Regions from separate parts of the Mus musculus genome. Here all the other regions are linked to region 2. A link is a contact called in public Hi-C, HiCAR-type and promoter capture Hi-C data. All regions are on one chromosome and are shown on one strand. Each heading gives the region's core, a stretch centred on a gene start, on an enhancer-like site or on the middle of the called end of the contact. The rest is flanking DNA. Distances are from core to core; before and after follow the strand shown.

Evidence for each region. Promoter capture Hi-C pulls out the DNA fragments that hold promoters and counts their contacts. Hi-C and Micro-C count contacts between places; a contact is called where the count stands out from the background. HiCAR-type assays count read pairs that join an accessible place to other places. Capture Hi-C pulls out chosen DNA fragments and counts their contacts.
Region 1: a contact with region 2 is called in a Hi-C map of uterus, with 3 times the contacts expected there. The contact joins the enhancer-like site here to the promoter of Ddit4l in region 2. A contact is called at or near these places in 3 of 39 promoter capture datasets (the 3T3-L1 cell line, cranial neural crest and hippocampal neurons), 1 of 484 Hi-C or Micro-C datasets (uterus) and 2 of 115 datasets of contacts at active chromatin or transcription factors (astrocytes and embryonic stem cells).
Region 3: a promoter capture Hi-C map of hippocampal neurons shows a contact between it and region 2, with 4 times the contacts expected there. The contact joins the enhancer-like site here to the promoter of Ddit4l in region 2. A contact is called at or near these places in 3 of 39 promoter capture datasets (the 3T3-L1 cell line, cranial neural crest and hippocampal neurons), 1 of 484 Hi-C or Micro-C datasets (cerebral cortex) and 1 of 9 other capture datasets (adipose tissue).
Region 4: a promoter capture Hi-C map of liver shows a contact between it and region 2, with 2.0 times the contacts expected there. The contact joins the promoter of 0610031O16Rik here to the promoter of Ddit4l in region 2. A contact is called at or near these places in 2 of 39 promoter capture datasets (embryonic stem cells and stem cell-derived epiblast-like cells) and 1 of 9 other capture datasets (liver).
Region 5: a contact with region 2 is called in a HiCAR-type map of astrocytes, with 2.9 times the contacts expected there. The contact joins the enhancer-like site here to the promoter of Ddit4l in region 2. A contact is called at or near these places in 4 of 39 promoter capture datasets (embryonic stem cells, frontonasal cranial neural crest, hippocampal neurons and 1 more), 2 of 115 datasets of contacts at active chromatin or transcription factors (astrocytes and embryonic stem cells) and 1 of 9 other capture datasets (embryonic stem cells).

The regions. Positions count from the first base shown.
Region 1 is chr3:136,869,961-136,873,219 of GRCm38.p6, reverse strand. All of the region lies in intron 3 of Ppp3ca (protein phosphatase 3, catalytic subunit, alpha isoform), which reads right to left. Among named protein-coding and RNA genes, the nearest start is that of 1700006H20Rik, 84 kb to the left of the region's middle. Within about 2 kb of position 1,454, at least 43 of the 459 cell types and tissues checked have an H3K27ac peak or open chromatin away from gene starts, as enhancers often do. A contact at or near this core is called in uterus, where this site is marked.
Region 2 is chr3:137,622,047-137,625,083 of GRCm38.p6, reverse strand. Ddit4l (DNA-damage-inducible transcript 4-like) reads right to left here and starts at 1,412. Exons shown (of 3, transcript NM_030143.4): 1 at 1,201-1,412; 2 at 811-952. The coding sequence starts at 901.
Region 3 is chr3:137,108,924-137,112,314 of GRCm38.p6, reverse strand. No RefSeq gene overlaps it. Among named protein-coding and RNA genes, the nearest start is that of Gm26107, 43 kb to the right of the region's middle. Within about 2 kb of position 1,619, at least 10 of the 459 cell types and tissues checked have an H3K27ac peak or open chromatin away from gene starts, as enhancers often do. A contact at or near this core is called in cerebral cortex and hippocampal neurons, where this site is marked.
Region 4 is chr3:138,238,019-138,241,247 of GRCm38.p6, reverse strand. 0610031O16Rik (RIKEN cDNA 0610031O16 gene) reads left to right here and starts at 1,585. Exons shown (of 3, transcript NR_045760.1): 1 at 1,585-1,759.
Region 5 is chr3:136,742,703-136,746,128 of GRCm38.p6, reverse strand. All of the region lies in intron 1 of Ppp3ca (protein phosphatase 3, catalytic subunit, alpha isoform), which reads right to left. Among named protein-coding and RNA genes, the nearest start is that of Ppp3ca, 74 kb to the right of the region's middle. Within about 2 kb of position 1,693, at least 32 of the 459 cell types and tissues checked have an H3K27ac peak or open chromatin away from gene starts, as enhancers often do. A contact at or near this core is called in astrocytes, where this site is marked.

The DNA.
Region 1 (3,259 bases), core at 205-2,704, 750 kb after region 2:
CTCCATCTCTGCAGAATAAAAGGTGAAAAAAAAGAAGGGAAAGAGGAAGAAAAAGAAACGAAAAAAGAGAGAAAGATAAAACAAGGAGGGGGGAAGGGGAAAGAAGAAGGAAGGAAAATTACTAAAATTTCCAAATTTTTGGCTCAAAGTATTCTAAAATGGGAGTCATTTTTTTTTCACATATCATTTCCTTTCCTCCTGTGTCAAGCATAAAATATCTTCCCAACACTAAATAAGACCACAAACACAGCCAGCATGGAAGAACTGGCACATTAAAGGAAAGGGCATGGGTGGACAGGAAAGAGGAGTCCTGCCAGCTTTTACCCGCAACATCTGGAGGGACAGGGCTGCCAAGCACGGTGTGGACATGCTCACAACCGTTTTAGAAGTCATACAAAGTTCCAACATTCTGAGGTGAATGAAGATCGTTAGCAAAACTATGACCTCAGATTCCTTTTCTAGCACAGACTTGTAAACATCATCACAACCAAATGCAGCAAGAGAAATCAATGTCACCCAGATAAGGACTATTTACGTCTATTTTATTGGGTGACCAATGTGAGTCAACTTCGCAGTGTCTGAGTCTGTGAAGGCCGAGGGAGCACCGTGTGAGACAGACCTTTCTGCAGGCTAAGATGCAAATGAGCTGTACCAAGTTGTCATTGCTACTGTTAACTAAACAAGTATTGACAACTTCCTGTTAGTTACTCATATGAAGATCTGTGTCGATTTCCATTGCAGACGCAGCTTTCGCTATTTTATGACTCGTCCATAATCACACAGCACTAAGGATATTATCCTCTTCCCTTGGTTCACTCGTAATAACAGGGTAATAATTTACTCAGTAATTTAGGCTTTTAGATGAGCAGTCTTCTTGCAAAGCTGCAATCCAGTGCTTAAGGATTGCAAAACAGAAGGAGAAGCAAGAAAGTCAAAAGGAGAATACTGTTTTAGCTGGATGCTGATTTGCTCCATGAACTGGTAACTCGCCGTGCCTCAAACCTTCATAATTCAAACTGATGCTTTTCTGTCCTGGATGGCTAAGTGCAGGGTAGCTACCACATGAGCTTGGAAGGGAGCCAAACTCCTGAACTATGGAACGTAACTTCTCTAAGACATCATTTGTCTGGTCTGACAAGCACGCCATGAAGTGGCAGTCCAATACCAGTGCCCTGTCAAGGCTGCTGGCTACCGAGACCAGCGGCCCTGTTTGTCACCTCTGTCATGTGTTCTACGGCGTGCTTGTTATTTTCAGGCAGCACCATGGAATGCTGCCTGGCTTGCTGTGGTTCATTCTGGTCCATGAGTTCACAGCTAATAAACACAACAACTTTTCACACTTCAGTGTGCCGGAGGCCCAGGCTGATTGAGGTCTGGATGCAGGCAGAGTAGGAGAGGCCAGCTCCCTGCAAACTCAAGGCAGTGCATTGCAGGATGCTTGCAAAGAGTCTAATGAAGCAAGCTCAAGGAAACAGCTGTGAGTGACTCTGTTTGCAGATTCTGGACTTTGCCGAGGGTCTGTAAAGAAGCACGCCCAGCTGCGGACCTAAATATGCACATATGCTTGATCAAAGAGACTAGGTAGGGTAATGCAATCATCAGAAAGAGAAAGGTTTGTTGTAAGACAAATTATGGCTGGGAACAAAATTACATCTTTCATTGCTTTTCACATGCTGGCTGGTTTGGGGGCTTGTAGGGAATTCTTTCTAATGGCAAAGGAGCAGAAGTTGAGTTGTTGGGGGTAAGGAGGGGGAGTGCAGACATGAGCAGTCTGTGAGCCTGCAACTGGAGTTAGTAACCATTAGACCATTAGAATCTGCCCTTCAAAGATGATTTGTTATGAAGTAAACGCAGGCATCCCTCTTCATTGAGAGGATAACCTTAGAAGAATACCTGCAGTGTAACTCCGGGCTATGGACATGAATCCAAAATGCCTTGACACCTGATAGGGTAACACACACTGGAAAATTATGTGCTAGCTTGTTCTCTCTCTCTCTCTCTCTCTCTCGTTTTCTTATTTTTATACATCCAGACCACAGTTTCCTCTCTCTTTACTCTTCTCAGTCCCCACCACCACCACCACCACTTGCAGCCCCTCTCTTCTTTTCCCTCAAAACCACTCCTCTATCTCCTTTCAGAAAAGAGCAGAGCTCCCAGTGATATCCTAAGCCAACAATCTCATAACTCAAAGAGAATATTTTATATCTGCTGATTAACTCTCAAAAGACGAGAGCATGTGTATCCATGTGAGCACATGTGTAAACATAGAGGGCTGTAGGTTGTGGTACATGTTTATTTCTTCAGGTATACGGTGACCTGGGTTTGGGACAGAGAAAAGACTTCAGCCATGGAATCCTAATCCCCTTTGTCAACATGCTATGAAAGGAAGTTGCTTAAAGAACCCTTCCAAAACTGACAGGAATGAATGTGGCCACAATTACTCCACAACACAGACCCTGGAATATTCTTAGTTAGAGTATATCACATACACTAGTGGCTCTCAACCTTCCTAATGCTGTGACCTCTTAACATAGGGTATTGGGGTAATTCTGTTACTGTTATGAATTGTAATGTAAATATCTGATGTGCAGATGATCTTAGGTGGCCCTTATGAAATGGTCCCTCGGCCCCCAAAGGGATCGCAACCCACAGGTTGAGAACCACGGGTAAACATGCTTGCTCTCTTTTAATACACTGATCATATCACAGCTACTGCAAAGATACTCACTGGTCACAATCAGATCAAAATGGATCATATTAAAAGATGAAACATTTCTTCCTTTCTGTGTATAGGCAGCAAGTCCGCAGGCCTGTGCTCTCAGTTTAACTGAGCCATTTTTGAAGATGGAGTTTTGACAACTACATCTCAGAATTCTGTAATATTCTGTGAGACCTACATTCAACACAGCACAGCATTTAATTGGGTATCTTATTCCTTGTATAAATTTTAAATTTCAAAATGAACATAAGAGACAAAATATTGTAACTTTGTTACTTCAAATATCTAGAATGACTATAGATCTTTAAAAAAAAACCAAGAAGCAAGTCGGTAATTTCTCTTTTTAAGCTTTTTAAAAATAAAACTCTAAGCAGACTCTAATTAGCAGACATCTGTAGTATCTCAAATGGCTTGGGGCTACAGATACAGAACCTTTAATTTTTGATGGAAAATTGAACAGCACTGGTGGTGTGTCCAAGTGTTATAAGGCTTCCCTAGTGTATGTGAGGTCCTGCCTTGGTCCCCAGCACTAAAGAGAGA
Region 2 (3,037 bases), core at 163-2,662:
ATTCCAAATCATATCTGTATTTTTATCCACATTGAAGACAGACAAATTTAGAATTATAATATTATCTTATAGATGAAGAAAATCTAAAGAGCTTAAGCCACTTAATATATGCTCACACCACTCTTCCATAGTTGAATAGTCTGTCAGATTAGAAATTGACGTTTCAAGTTGCAAATGATGATTCCTGTAGAACCAGGGCTGTTCAAGTTTTCTTCTGACATTAATGCACAGTGGGTGCATTTCATAATAGAATCTTACTTAGCAACGAAAAGGAACTCACTGATGAGGTAAGTGTATAACTCTACAACATCACACGGTGGGAAAGCAAACCGAACTGAGAAGAGCATATACACTTATTATTTAACATTCTAAAAGCAAAACTAACGTGGTAACAAAATGCCGAAGGATGGTCTTCTGGAGACGGGAAAGAGAAGGATTAGGTGGCAAACAGAAAAGGGAGAATTTGGGGGGGGGGGGGGAGGGGGGACGGACGTGGTGGTGCTAGCTACACAAGTAAGCGCATGTCTTTAAACACACCCAGCCTGTACACTTAATGTTCCAACCATGAGATAGGGAACTTCATCCCCAAGAGCCTCTTAGCAGACTGGAACAACGCATTATTCCCCTTACGTTTGTTTTTGGTGGGCAGACAATGCAAAGGAAGTTTAGAAAGAGATCTCAGATGGGTTTCATAGTCCTCTGTGTCTCTAGGAGGAGATGAAGTCTCGCGCACTCAGGCAGGGACGCTTACACTAGAGAGGGGCCCCGCAACCTTCGGATAGGAAAGAGGTGGACAGCCCAGAGACTCACCACTTAGCAGACTCCCAGGGTGATAGCCACCGTCCAACAACTCTGAAATGCTGGCCGGGTTCTTACTGCTCAAACTGCCCGTTGCAACCATGGTCAACGGCTCTGTTTCCCTCGCGGAGCAGAACGGATCTTTCCCTAGGCGCTGGGAGGAAAAAGTGAGAAGTTTGCAAAAGCACGCAAGAAGTGCACAGGCTCCTCAGAGTCCCGGCATCGCCAGGGCGAACTAGCCCGGGCACTGCCCTTCCAAAGGGAGGGACCAGCCTTAGCAACTCAAGTTGACAAAGCCCTAGGAGCGGAGGCGCCAACTAAAGCCAACAGGCTGGAAGTAGCTGGAAAGTCAGCACAACTGGGAAGCGACCCTGCCCTATCCCGCCTCCTCGGGTCGCTCACCTGCCGGATTTCACCAGACGCTGAAGGGTAAACCGAGGCAGGCGCCCCTCAGTAGTCCGAAGCTTGGACAGTGGTCCCCTGCACAGTCCTGCAGCAAGCCGAAGGCTGCGGGCCACCGCGCCCACCAGCACAGGCTGCACCCGGCCGCTCCGCCTCCCGAATGGAGAGCGCTTTATAGGTCCCGCCTCTCCTCCTGGCCGGCACGCCCACCTGCGCCACTCGCTCGGGCCCGTGCCCCGGCCCGCCCCTGCAGGGTCAGGTCACCTTTCAGTTCCTTCCCAGGCAGGGGCCCAGGCAAGCCCCTGGGAGTTGGTGATCAGCCTCGCCTTGGGCGGACACCTGCTGCTTCCTGAGTTGGCCACTGGTCACCCTGAGTTGGCCACTGGTCACCCTCCTAAAGAGCATCTCCCTTCGGCCACTAACCTAGATTCTTTGGCGTGAGCCCCTGCCCACAGCTTGCCTGCTTCCAGGCTCAGACTGCTCAGGTTTTGGCTATGGAACTTTTCAAGCAGCTAGAAGCTCCAGGTCCTGTTAGGCATGACCCAAAACTTTGCTGTGTCATTCTGAATAAGTATTTGGCTTAGTTGACACTGTGCTCTGTGAGCATCCTTTATGCCCATGTTCTGACTCTAACCCATCAGCTCCAGTCCGCACCCAGTCTCCCCGCAGGTGGTCGGGATGTGGTAAGGGCTCTCTAGCTTCAGCTGCACTCAGGAATCAATGGGGCATCTTTGGGGATACTACATCTGTGACTAAACCGTTTTTCTCCGCGGCCAGGGCGAGCCTGGCCCTGTTCTAAGACCTGGCTTCGAAAGGCACAGAACTTGAATTGAAGAGGGCCAGTGCCAAGAAACTAAACAAAACCACTAACAGGATCTCAGTTGCCTGCTCCAGCCGCAGGATAGTTAGGAGCAATTGCCATTCCCAGAAGCAAAAGTTCCCGGTGGGCTTGTTTGGGAAGAAGTTTAAGCTTTAGTGGTCTTTAAAAAGCTTGTGGGGCATGAGAATAAAGAGTTGTCCTGCTAGGATAAGCTCTGCGACTCTTTCCGGGGAGTCTTGAGCAAGAGGGAACAGAGGGTCTGGGACACCACTAAAAGCACGATGCCAAACGTTTTCTTCTAACTTTACTAAGCCACCCTTCCTGCTGCCCTGCGCCAGTGGCACAGGGTTTGCAATGGGTGGGCGTTCCCAGCGAGGTTGCTGAGGTTGCTGAGATGGTTGAGGTGGATCAGAAAAGGAAGAGACCGAGATACTTGGGGTGAGGGTGAACCTCATTCAAGGCCAGGTTCCAGCACCACTCCCGCACACTTTGGGTCCCCACGTGCAAGGAAGGACCTGCAGGTTAGGGCCTTGAGAAGTAGGATCCGCTGTCCAGGCTAAAAAAACTCTCAGAAGGAAAAACAACAACAAAAGTGGTAAAGAGAGTGTGATAAACAGATCAGTGGGAGGACACTTGCAGGCAGAGCAACAGAAACTAAAGCCAGCTTGAAGGTCCATTTTTAACTCTCCCGAAGCAGCTGCACTGCTCAAGGTCAGGCAGGCTCAGGCACGGGATGCTGATAGGCTGGGGAAAGCAGATTTCCACTTCTATTTTAATAACAAAAGTGGAAAACAAGCAATCCCATTTAAGCCGGTTAGAATGGGTCCTTTAGCTGCTACAGAGCCGCTGGTCCTTATCTAGTCAGCCTTGTTAATGACAGCTGCGTCCTCCCTGCTTCAAGGAATGTTATTAGTGTTATGATAGTAAGTGATCAGAATGGACGTGGGTAGAATAGAGAAAATGCAGCATTTCCACTCGGGTATTTAGGCATAATTCATACTTCCACCGGGACAAAGT
Region 3 (3,391 bases), core at 370-2,869, 510 kb after region 2:
CTGCAGAGGCTTTCCTTTTCTTCCATGGAATCCAAGTTTGAGGATGTATCAATCAGCCCAGGCTAAATATATACCATGATAAAATGACTTCAAAATTTCACTGAAGTTCATTTCTTCCCAGGAGGCTTTGCTCCTTACAATCATGATCCAGGCTGATGGAGCAAGCATCATCAAAAACCCTTGTCATTGTTGTCTCAGGAGCATACAGTTCTGAAGGAACCAGTGACATACTTCTGCCTCCTTGCTACATGTGGTATGCCCCTCATCTGTTCACAATGGAGATGGTCATTTGTCCAGTCACACCTAGCCTAGGAAGGGCAACCTTATGGTCATCAGCATTAAGAAAACCAGAGCTCTGATCCACTTTCACTGAAGCCTGCAACAACCCTGCTGTTGGTTTTGACAGCCCCATCTTAGGCTTCTCCACTCGATGCATGGTAAACGTGCTCTGAACCAAGTGAAACCTTCTCATGTTTACTTAGAGGAGAAGAAGCATGAGATTTGGGTAAAATATTGGTTAAATATTTGGGGAAAAAATAGAGAAAGTAGAAAAAAGATGACATAGAAAATGTAGGAAGAAAGCAAGATAATGAAAGTAAGCATACCAAAGAAAATGTATTCTAGCATATTCAACACAGAGTCAAAAGATACAATGGACTATAGAATATTTAGAGGTCCTTTTAGAAATGTCCAGCCGGGCAGTGGTGGTGCACGCCTTTAATCCCAGCACTTGGGAGGCAAAGGCAGGCAGATTTCTGAGTTTGAGGCCAGCCTGGTCTACAGAGAGAGCTCCAGGACAGCCAGGGCTACACAGAGAAACCCTGTCTTGAAAAAACAAAAGAAAGAAAGAAAGAAAGAAAGAAAGAAAGAAAGAAAGAAAGAAAGAAAGAAAGAAAGAGAGAGAGAGAGGGAGGGAGGGAGGGAAGGAGGGAAGGAAGGAAGGAAGGAAGGAAGGAAGGAAGGAAGGAAGGAAGAAAGAAAGAAAGAAAGAAAGAAAGAAAGAAAGAAAGAAAGAAAGAAAGAAAGAAAGAAAGGTCCAACTTTCATAGACTCTCCAAAGTCCAGGATTCTTAGAAGAGCTTCCATACATGGTGTTTCCTGGACAACTAAGAACAGCAGAAATCCATAGTTTAGCATGTGGCTATTTTTAAAATATTGTTCCATACTAGGAGCATTGTCCACATGCAAACTCCAGATTAGTGGACATGAGAAGGTCAATGAACAGAGAAACCATTTCTCTGATGGGTCTCTCAGTAGGGCAACAGGCCTGGAGGGGAAGATGCTGCTGATAGAAACTGAATGGAATGAAAAGAAATTCAGAGATCAAGAAAAGGGTTCCAAGAAAAGGATCCACAAAAGGAGAAGTCCCTGATTCTGATGGGCGATAGAATTCCAGGAAACATTTTGGTTTATTGGTTGTTGGCCTTCGTTGGCTGTGACCTCTTGCACTTTGGATGACATTCCAAACATGTTAAAGTGTCAACGATAACCAGAACGAGTAGGCAGAGAGGAGGAGTTATGAATCAGTTTTCTCCCCCAGGACTAATCCAGAACACAACATACTGGAAAGCAAGCTGTGGCCAAGCCACCTGCTCCAGCACCCTGCCAGGCAAGTTCAGTGAGCCAAGATGTTGCAGAAAGACTTCAACCCACAGTTTCTGCCATTGCCAGGTGTAGCAGATGGCACCTACTGGACGTAGCTGCTTGTTAGCCTGGGGCATCTGCTCACAGGGAGCAGCCTGGCAGTGCTTGATGCTACTCTCCCCACACTCAGCTTCTGTGAGTAGATCAGAAAGCCACCAAAACAAGGACCAGCGTCAGAAGCTGCAGTATTTGACCAGTGGATAGAAGGTATGAAATTGGAGCCTACATTTCCTAAAAGGAAGGACAGTACACTCTTGTAGTATTCATATTTTTAAGAATTTTAAATAAACTTTTAAAGATTGTAGTACTCTCTGTGGATGAAGCAAAGTTTTCCTTCGAAGAAGTTAACTGCGGTTCACGTGATCAACATCCAGGAATCTAAGAATCTCCTGTTATTTTAAAAGTTGACAAACCCGTCCTGTTTAACAGGTCCATTGACCTCATAGTAGTGTGGATGTGTTCTCGTGGAACCCTGGGAGCGGGCAGAGAGGGGACAAAGAGTGTTACTGGGACTCTCCCACAGAGAACATCTCTGTGAACATTTCCTCTTGAACTGTTAATAATTCAGTGTGGGCAGAGCTCTGAAATTCTGGCAACGTACCTGGAAGGGGGCTACTGTTCATGAAGCTCCTGCTGAGGCCCGAGCTCAGGTTGGCGGAAACTGTGTGTGACTGTCAGAGAGCCCCACTTTCCCCACCCACGGGAGCATCTCCCACAGGGTGACCATATGCCGTGGAGTCCAGGAAACAGGCTCCGCTTACAAGGACACAATCCACGGAAGAGTTTATGTTCAAATGTCCATGGAGCATGTGAACGTGCGGGTGAGGCTTCTAAATTCTCTGCTCAATGTTCAAAAGAGTGTATCCAAAGGGAGCAGATAGATGGGAATCTAAAATGTGATGATTTGGTACTGAAGAGATGCCTCGATGGCTGATTGTGATTGCTTCTCTTTCAGAGGACTTGAGTTTGTTCTCAGCCTCCTATAACTCAGAATCCAGAAGATCAAATGTTGTCTTCTGTGGTACCCATCACAAACACGCACATCCAAATAAATACTTAAAACAAAGTACCTCAAATGCTATTGTTATATACTCTGGTTTCCTCAGAATATGAAACAGTCAAGGCAGAAGAGAATTCTCTCAGTGAAAATGCAGTATGATACATTTCATGTGTCTAGAGCCTGAAGTAAAGCATATTTTTTTACAATAGTGCTTTGCATACATGCATATATACTAGATGCATACATATGCACACTATTTTATGTGATAATAATCTCAGTACAATACTGCCACTGAAAGTGTAACTTGGAACCAGAACCCGAGAGCTTGCAGAAACAGAACATGAAGGCTAAGGGCAGGCTCACTAATCAGAAATCACATTTCAGCAATGTTCTCACAGAAGTTACATACACACAGTCAAGACATGAGAGAAACCACACCCATAGACATATTGATGCACATTCATTAATTAACCAATTAATACATATTAATCCAAGCAATTTAAAAGAGATAAGGAAAGGGAATATAAAAATGAAAAGTCCATTTTTTGTGTTTCAGTGATGAAGGGGACATTACCGTAAATGTCTAGACAAGCTCCCAGCAAGGAAAGAAAAATGCAAGAAGACTGGGTACTTCCTGGTCATCATTTGAGCCAGTTGTCTCCATGGTGACAAAAATGATATTTTCACAGTATTCTACAATAGCCTAATTGGACTATGTGATTTAATTGCCATTTTTTTTAAAAAATA
Region 4 (3,229 bases), core at 336-2,835, 620 kb before region 2:
TAGGCCACTGATGTGGGGTAGGGGTGGAGTTGAACTGAAAGAGGGGTGTGGAATCACAGCGGAGGGGTAAACACTTCCCCCCATTAATCCCTCAGTCCATGAAATTGTCTGTAAACTCGACAGTGGTTTATGGGCCGAACAGACCATTTGGGGAGCGGTTTACAGGCAATACATGAACAAAATGAGAGGCTGTGTGTTTTATAGGGTGCTCCATCGGTCCAGTATTTCTGGGTGTGGTGTTTCTGTTGAGCACAAAATTTCCCCCAGGATTCTTTTTCCTGAACTCTACTGGGAAAGAAAAACAAGGCTCAGTTGAAAGTTTATCCCAATGTGTGTGTGTGTGTGTGTGTGTGTGTGTGTGTGTGTGTGTGTGTGTGTGTGTGAGAGAGAGAGAGAGAGAGAGAGAGAGAGAGAGAGAGAGAGAGAGAGAGAGAGAGAGAGAATTTTCTGCCTTTCTTCCTAGATTAACTAACTGGCCAATTTGCACACACACACACACACACACACACACACACACACACACACACACACACACACACAGAGAGAGAGAGAGAGCTCTATACTGCCACCTTCTGGTTTTTTAGAAATTCTGGAGAAGAAACTAGTCTTTCATGTTCACATGTACTTCAGACCTGATAGATGTCACTTCTTGTTCCAGCAGCTGGTGACAGGTGACTAGTCCTGTGAAGGAACAGCAGGGACATAAAAGTAAAGTAAGCCGTGGTACACATGATGGCCGAATCACATCCGGGTACTGGAGAGCCCATGACTGGGGTCAGAATAGATATCCTTAAAAGGACTAAGCTGACCCCTAAAGGAGGAGCAGAAATTATTGGTGGCAGGGAGGGTAGCATGAACGGAGATCACAGGAGGACTTACAGAGGGAATCCAACGAAAGAGAAGATGTCCCTGTGGGGTTAGTGCCACAGCCGCAAGCATTTTTCTTTAACACGTGCTAAGCAGACAACGTTGGTGCAGAGGCAGAGAGAAGTTATTCAGCTGGTGCAAGGGGCTCCAGTTCTGTTAAGAAACCCAGAGGGAAAAAATGGAGTCTCTGAACACCTTCTAATCAAAGGAGCAATGTGTTTGGGGTTGCCTTTCAGTTGCTTAGCTTAGGGAAGATTGTAGAAATACATCTTAGGGACAAGACAAGAGGCAGACCATGGGGTTTCCCCAAGTTCTCACCGTACCTTAAGTTGGTTGAAGATAACAGGATAGCAGAATTTACACTGAGTGATTGGCAGTTTTCAAAAGGATAGTGAAAATTAGCTACACAAACTGTAAGTCATACGCAATGGCTCTGGATGGTTTTGACTTTTGTTTTTGGTGAATACTAAGTTAACTTATTTTTTAAAGCTCAAGAAATCTAAGAATACCATAATAGGGATTGGGAAAGTAGCTGAGTTAGTGGACTGCTGGCCTAGTGTGCACAAAATCCTGGATTTTATTCCCAGTATAGCATGAATCAGAAGTTAGAGGCCATCCTTGACAACATAGTGAGTTCCAGGTGAGCCCAGATTATTCACTGACCCTGTGTCACTAAATAATCGTTTAGTTATTAATTCAGTGTTAGTCTCGTACAGAGAGTGAAGGAGTGAGCTCGCCAAGCACAACCAGCAGGGATGAAAGGCTAACTCAGTGAACAACAGAAAGACAGACGGACTTCTGAACAGACACACCGACCAGCAGAAACCACTGGGGAAAGCAACAGTCAGCCAGTGCGACTGACTTAGAGTCCCAAACAGCTATCTTCTTCTGGGTGAGACTTCAAACTAGTTCTTCCTGCCACAGGAAGTTCACATATTTTAAAAGAGTTTATTTTAATGTGTGAATATGTATGTAGATCTGCCGTGTGCCCTGGGCCTCTAGCTAGAGGCCAGGAGAGAGGGACAAAATCCTATGGAGCTGGAGTTTGAGCCACCTGGCATAGGTGCTAGAAATTGAACTCAGACAGACTCTCTGGAAGAGAAGTGTATTCTCTTAATTGTTGAGCCATCTCTTCAGCCCCCACCCACCACCACCACAGGTATTTTAACAAACTGCGGCTGAGTCTTTTGCGTTGGGAGGGTGTCTGGGCTGTCTGGGAGTGTTTGGCTCCCCGCTGTGTTCTGGGCCAGGGTTTTGACTCCCACATTACACTCTTTGGTCTTACGGACATGAATATCTTCACTTCAAACAATTTTTCAGTTTTCTGTTCCCTTTCTCACAAGGGTCAGGGGCCAGCCCGCTGGAGAAAGGATCTCAGAGGACACTCTATAGGATAATCATGCCTGGATCTTAATGGGGGGTTTCCACCCTGCCTCTAGAGCCAGCTCCTCAGGGAGGTTAAACTGCATGCGACAGTTGACTAACATAACTCACTGTCCTCTGTGACGGAGGGACAGAGAGGCCAGAGAAGAGTAAGAAAGAGATTCTGCTCTGATAGCAGGGAGGAGAGGTAGAGGGACTCTGAGCCCTGGCCTCTAGGCACACCTGTGGTGGCATTCCTGAGACCCTTTCAGGAGACATCCTGTTCCTTCCACTTCCATATGAACAGTCATCAATGTCCCTCACTCAGGCATGGTGTACATTGATCAGGCCACCTCATACTTTGAGGGTCCGGGAGGGAAAAGATGTTGGGAAGACTTTGGTTCTGCCTCCTCCTTTGCTCTTTGAATGAATGAATGAATGAATGAAAATACCCTTTTTTGTTATTTTTAAGAGGAGAAAAAGAGGAGCACTGTGATTAGCTAGTCCAGATCTATTCCACAGGAGGCATTATGTGCATGAGGTCGCAGGAATCTGGGGGAGAGGTACAGGGAGGAGAGGAAGACGAGAAAGAGGGGACTGATTGGTTCATTCTCCTGGGATCCGTGAGATGTGGAAATGGACGACACAATCAACATGGCCCCCAGATTTTCTGTCTGGGTGAGCCCAGGCGCTCGGGCCACACATGTGAGAACTCAGGAAATAGGAAACTGTAGGGGAGAATGAAGGGCTAAGCTGAATCACCCTTGAGCATTTAGGGTGTGGTTTCTACCAGGTTTGGATTCGATCAGATAGGTTAGGTCACAGCATCACGCTATCCTCGGGGCAAAGTACTCTCAGTGACTTCACTTGTGCAAATCTTGAAAAGGAGTAGAAACTGGATTAAAGGTCAAAGAGAGCATGCTTCGTTCGAGGTTTCCTGAGTGGAGTGGAGATATTTCAAGACATGATTAGCTATTTTCCCTTTTACAGTCTCTCTCTG
Region 5 (3,426 bases), core at 444-2,943, 880 kb after region 2:
CTATGACCAGAGAGGTCTAATCCCTAAACCCAGTGACAAACCTCTGAGATGTGCTCTTCCTTATTGCTGATCAATGCTGTTTGATGCCACCTGTCACATGTAAATAGCCACTTACATCACATCATATTTACATTCTAATAACCTCAAGAACCTTTAAGTTTTCATTAATTCCTACAATGCTATTGACAAAATCCTTGGGAATGCAAAGAAGGAGGAGCAACAGAAAAGGGAAGAGAGAGGGTTGCTAGAATGTGGCCCACTGGGGTAGAGGAATCAGCACTCAGCATTGACATCAACTTCAAACATCTGCTTCTTCCCTCCTTCTCTGGAACTCAAGTTCTGTCCCTTATTTCACTGGAGACCAGAAACTCTTTTTCCTCACTTTATACAACAACAACAACAGCAACACCAACAACGGTAAACCCTAGTTACATCACCGCCTTTGCTTTCCCACTTACAGTAGCTCTGTGCACCTGCTGCTTGCTAAATCACAGCTGTGCGTCCGTCCGAGTGCAGGGGCGGTGAGGGAAGGCACAGACTCTGCTGTCCTCGCCAATATTTTGTCTTGGTTATATTTACAATTAATTGAACTGTTTCACACACACACACACAAATCTAGTGTCTTAGTAGCAATCAAAAGTAACCAAATCCTGACAAGATGCACAGCAGTGCTGTAACTTAGATGTTAATCCCCTGGAAATTAAAGTTTCCAAATTTTAAGCAATTAAGGCTTATGTAAATGCTGCTTTTACATGTTTGTCTCTGGACATCATTTCTCTGCACACTGGAAGATCCGTTAGGTTGTTACCTTGTCTCATTACTATTGCCTTTCATACTGTGCTAATACTGTGTTTTCTTAAGGAAAACATCAGAACAAACCCTTTGAAGTCTACTGTTGGCTTTTCTCTTCTCCTTTCATCCCTCTTTTAAAACAGGGTTGTGATTTCTAAATCATTCTGTCCTTCTTTTATCTACATACTTGTCATTGGATATACTTTCCTGTTATTTGTGGCTAAAATAAGAGTGTGTGTGTGTGTGGTGGGGGTGGGGGTAGCAACAAGTACATCTAATGACCTTTACTCCTTTTTTGCCCTTGAACATGATGCTGAGCTATTACTCACTACACTTGCTTCACAGACGCGCTCTCTGAAAACACGTATTATTACCACAGTCCATGTGTGGATTCTTCCTAGAGAGCAGTTACTAATATAACACAGAGACTATATCATCATCCTATCAGATGAGCATCCGAGTCTATGAACTCAACCGTCTAGAGTCATCAAACATCAGAAGAGACTCATACCAAATGAGAAAAGAATACTGCCTTTCAGATTACATTCCAGTCAGCAAAGTACAGTCTCAGCCATCGTTGCTTCAGTCCAACAATGATGTCATTCAGGTGTCGAATCGTATGACAGTCCCAGAAACCACAAATGCCCACCTGCTAGCAATGTAACGACACATGTTTTCAAAGCACATCAGTCAAGATCGTTGGCCAACAATGATGGCAAATATTTGGTGAGCCAAGGCACCAGCTCACTTGTGTTAGTACGAGCTGATATCAAATAAAGCCTATCTACAACAGAGAGTTCCACTTAAGGAGCCTTTAGAAGCCTGATGTGGTTAGAATGAGTGGAGCTGGCTGCAGAATGCTAATGAGAAAAGGAGTCAACAGGCCTGTTATGAAAGCACTGTGTGTTTGGGGAGTGTTTGCCTGGTCCCAGGAGAAGCAGCACCATCAGGACTGTTTGTCTAAGACAACAGATAAAGTCACAGCCACTAAACAGAACAAAAGGAGAACCGGCCTTCACTGTGTGTGCCATCTACGGAACCAGACATTTTCAAGTGCATTATTCTACTTAGTGTCCTCATTAATGCTACGAAGTAGCTTTGCTCACTGCTATATTTTCTTCACAATGAAAGAAACAAAACTTGTGTAAGTTTAATGTTGTCAGGGTCACCTAAAAAATATGTGGTGAGATCTGACTGGATCTGCTGAGGGTGATGGGTCCGCCATTGCCCTCTCCGGGGCACCCCTGAAGAGTCCTTTATCTACGTGAGAATCACAATTTCTGCACCTTAAGAAGAGCTCCCAAGACACTTTTCTGCTACCATTGACTCCGGATTTATTCTGTTTTCGTTGTCTTGCTTATTCCTTCATGAACATAGACTGAAAGGATGACTAAAGGAGAAAGGTATCCCAGAGGTCCCAAGGAAAAGCATTAAAGAAGCAGGTTGTTTCTTCCTAGGTTGAGAAGTTGAGATCTCCCTCTGGCCACTATGACACTTTTTACAAAGTTCTGTATTAGTGATAGAACCCCAAATGCCTCTATCATCTCATTTTACCTCTTCGAAGCTGTTATCAGATTGCAAAAAGGCCCAAAGATATTCATTGTTTGTGAATTATATCAATACTACCTAGATTACAGAAACCAGAGACAACTGACTAAATATAACATTTATATTTAAGACAGTGATGCTACGATTACAGGGGTTGCAACATATAAAATACTTGGACTGCATCTGGCATGCAGCCTGCTCTGTTAAGTACCACTTGATTTTAGTGTGATGGATGCCTTAGCTATCCATCAATGTGATGTACAGAGCCTTCACACACACACACACACACACACACACACACATGCATACACACAAACACACAAATACAGATAATACTAATTAGTGTAAATTACTCAGAATGTTGCCTCATATGTAACCAAAAATGTTAATGTTGGTTAACTCTCTTCCCAAGTAGAATCAGAAAAATACCGTCTGAGTGAGCAGTTTCCTTAGCTAGACTTGGACAGGCATGGTACAACTTTAACAAAACAACAGCAAAAATGACTTATGTACTTCTCTTTTTGAGGAGTTTTTATCCTCACCTCATCTGTTCCCACCCATCCCTCACCTCTTCCCCAAAGCCTGGAAGAATGGCTCAGCTTGGCTCTAGTCAACCTTTACAGTGAGATCATCTTATGTTCTTGAACTTAACTCTGAGACATGAAACCTCATTGGGAAGAAAACAGACAAACGGTCAGTTCTCAAAATCTAACTCTTCACGCCCTAAATAAGAATTCTCACACAAGCATCGCTAGTCATACAGGAAAGCCTAGCATGCAAAAGCCACACTGGTTTCTGGGTTTGAGTCGTTGATTGCATCCAGATAACAGGTAGGCCCTCTTCATCTTTGCCCTGGGATTCCCCATTTACCAAAAACAGGAACTTAGAGGCTTGCTTCAGTTTATGCTTAAGTGTTTTTAATACTCTAAACACTTCCTTCTCCCCACAGAGGAAAACAACATTATCTTTGTCTACCCCCCCCACACACACACACACACACATACCACATCACTTCGCCCAACCACCCTATAGGCCGACTGTTCCCTCTCACATGTCTTTGAGATAACACAGTTTTGAAAACTGGGC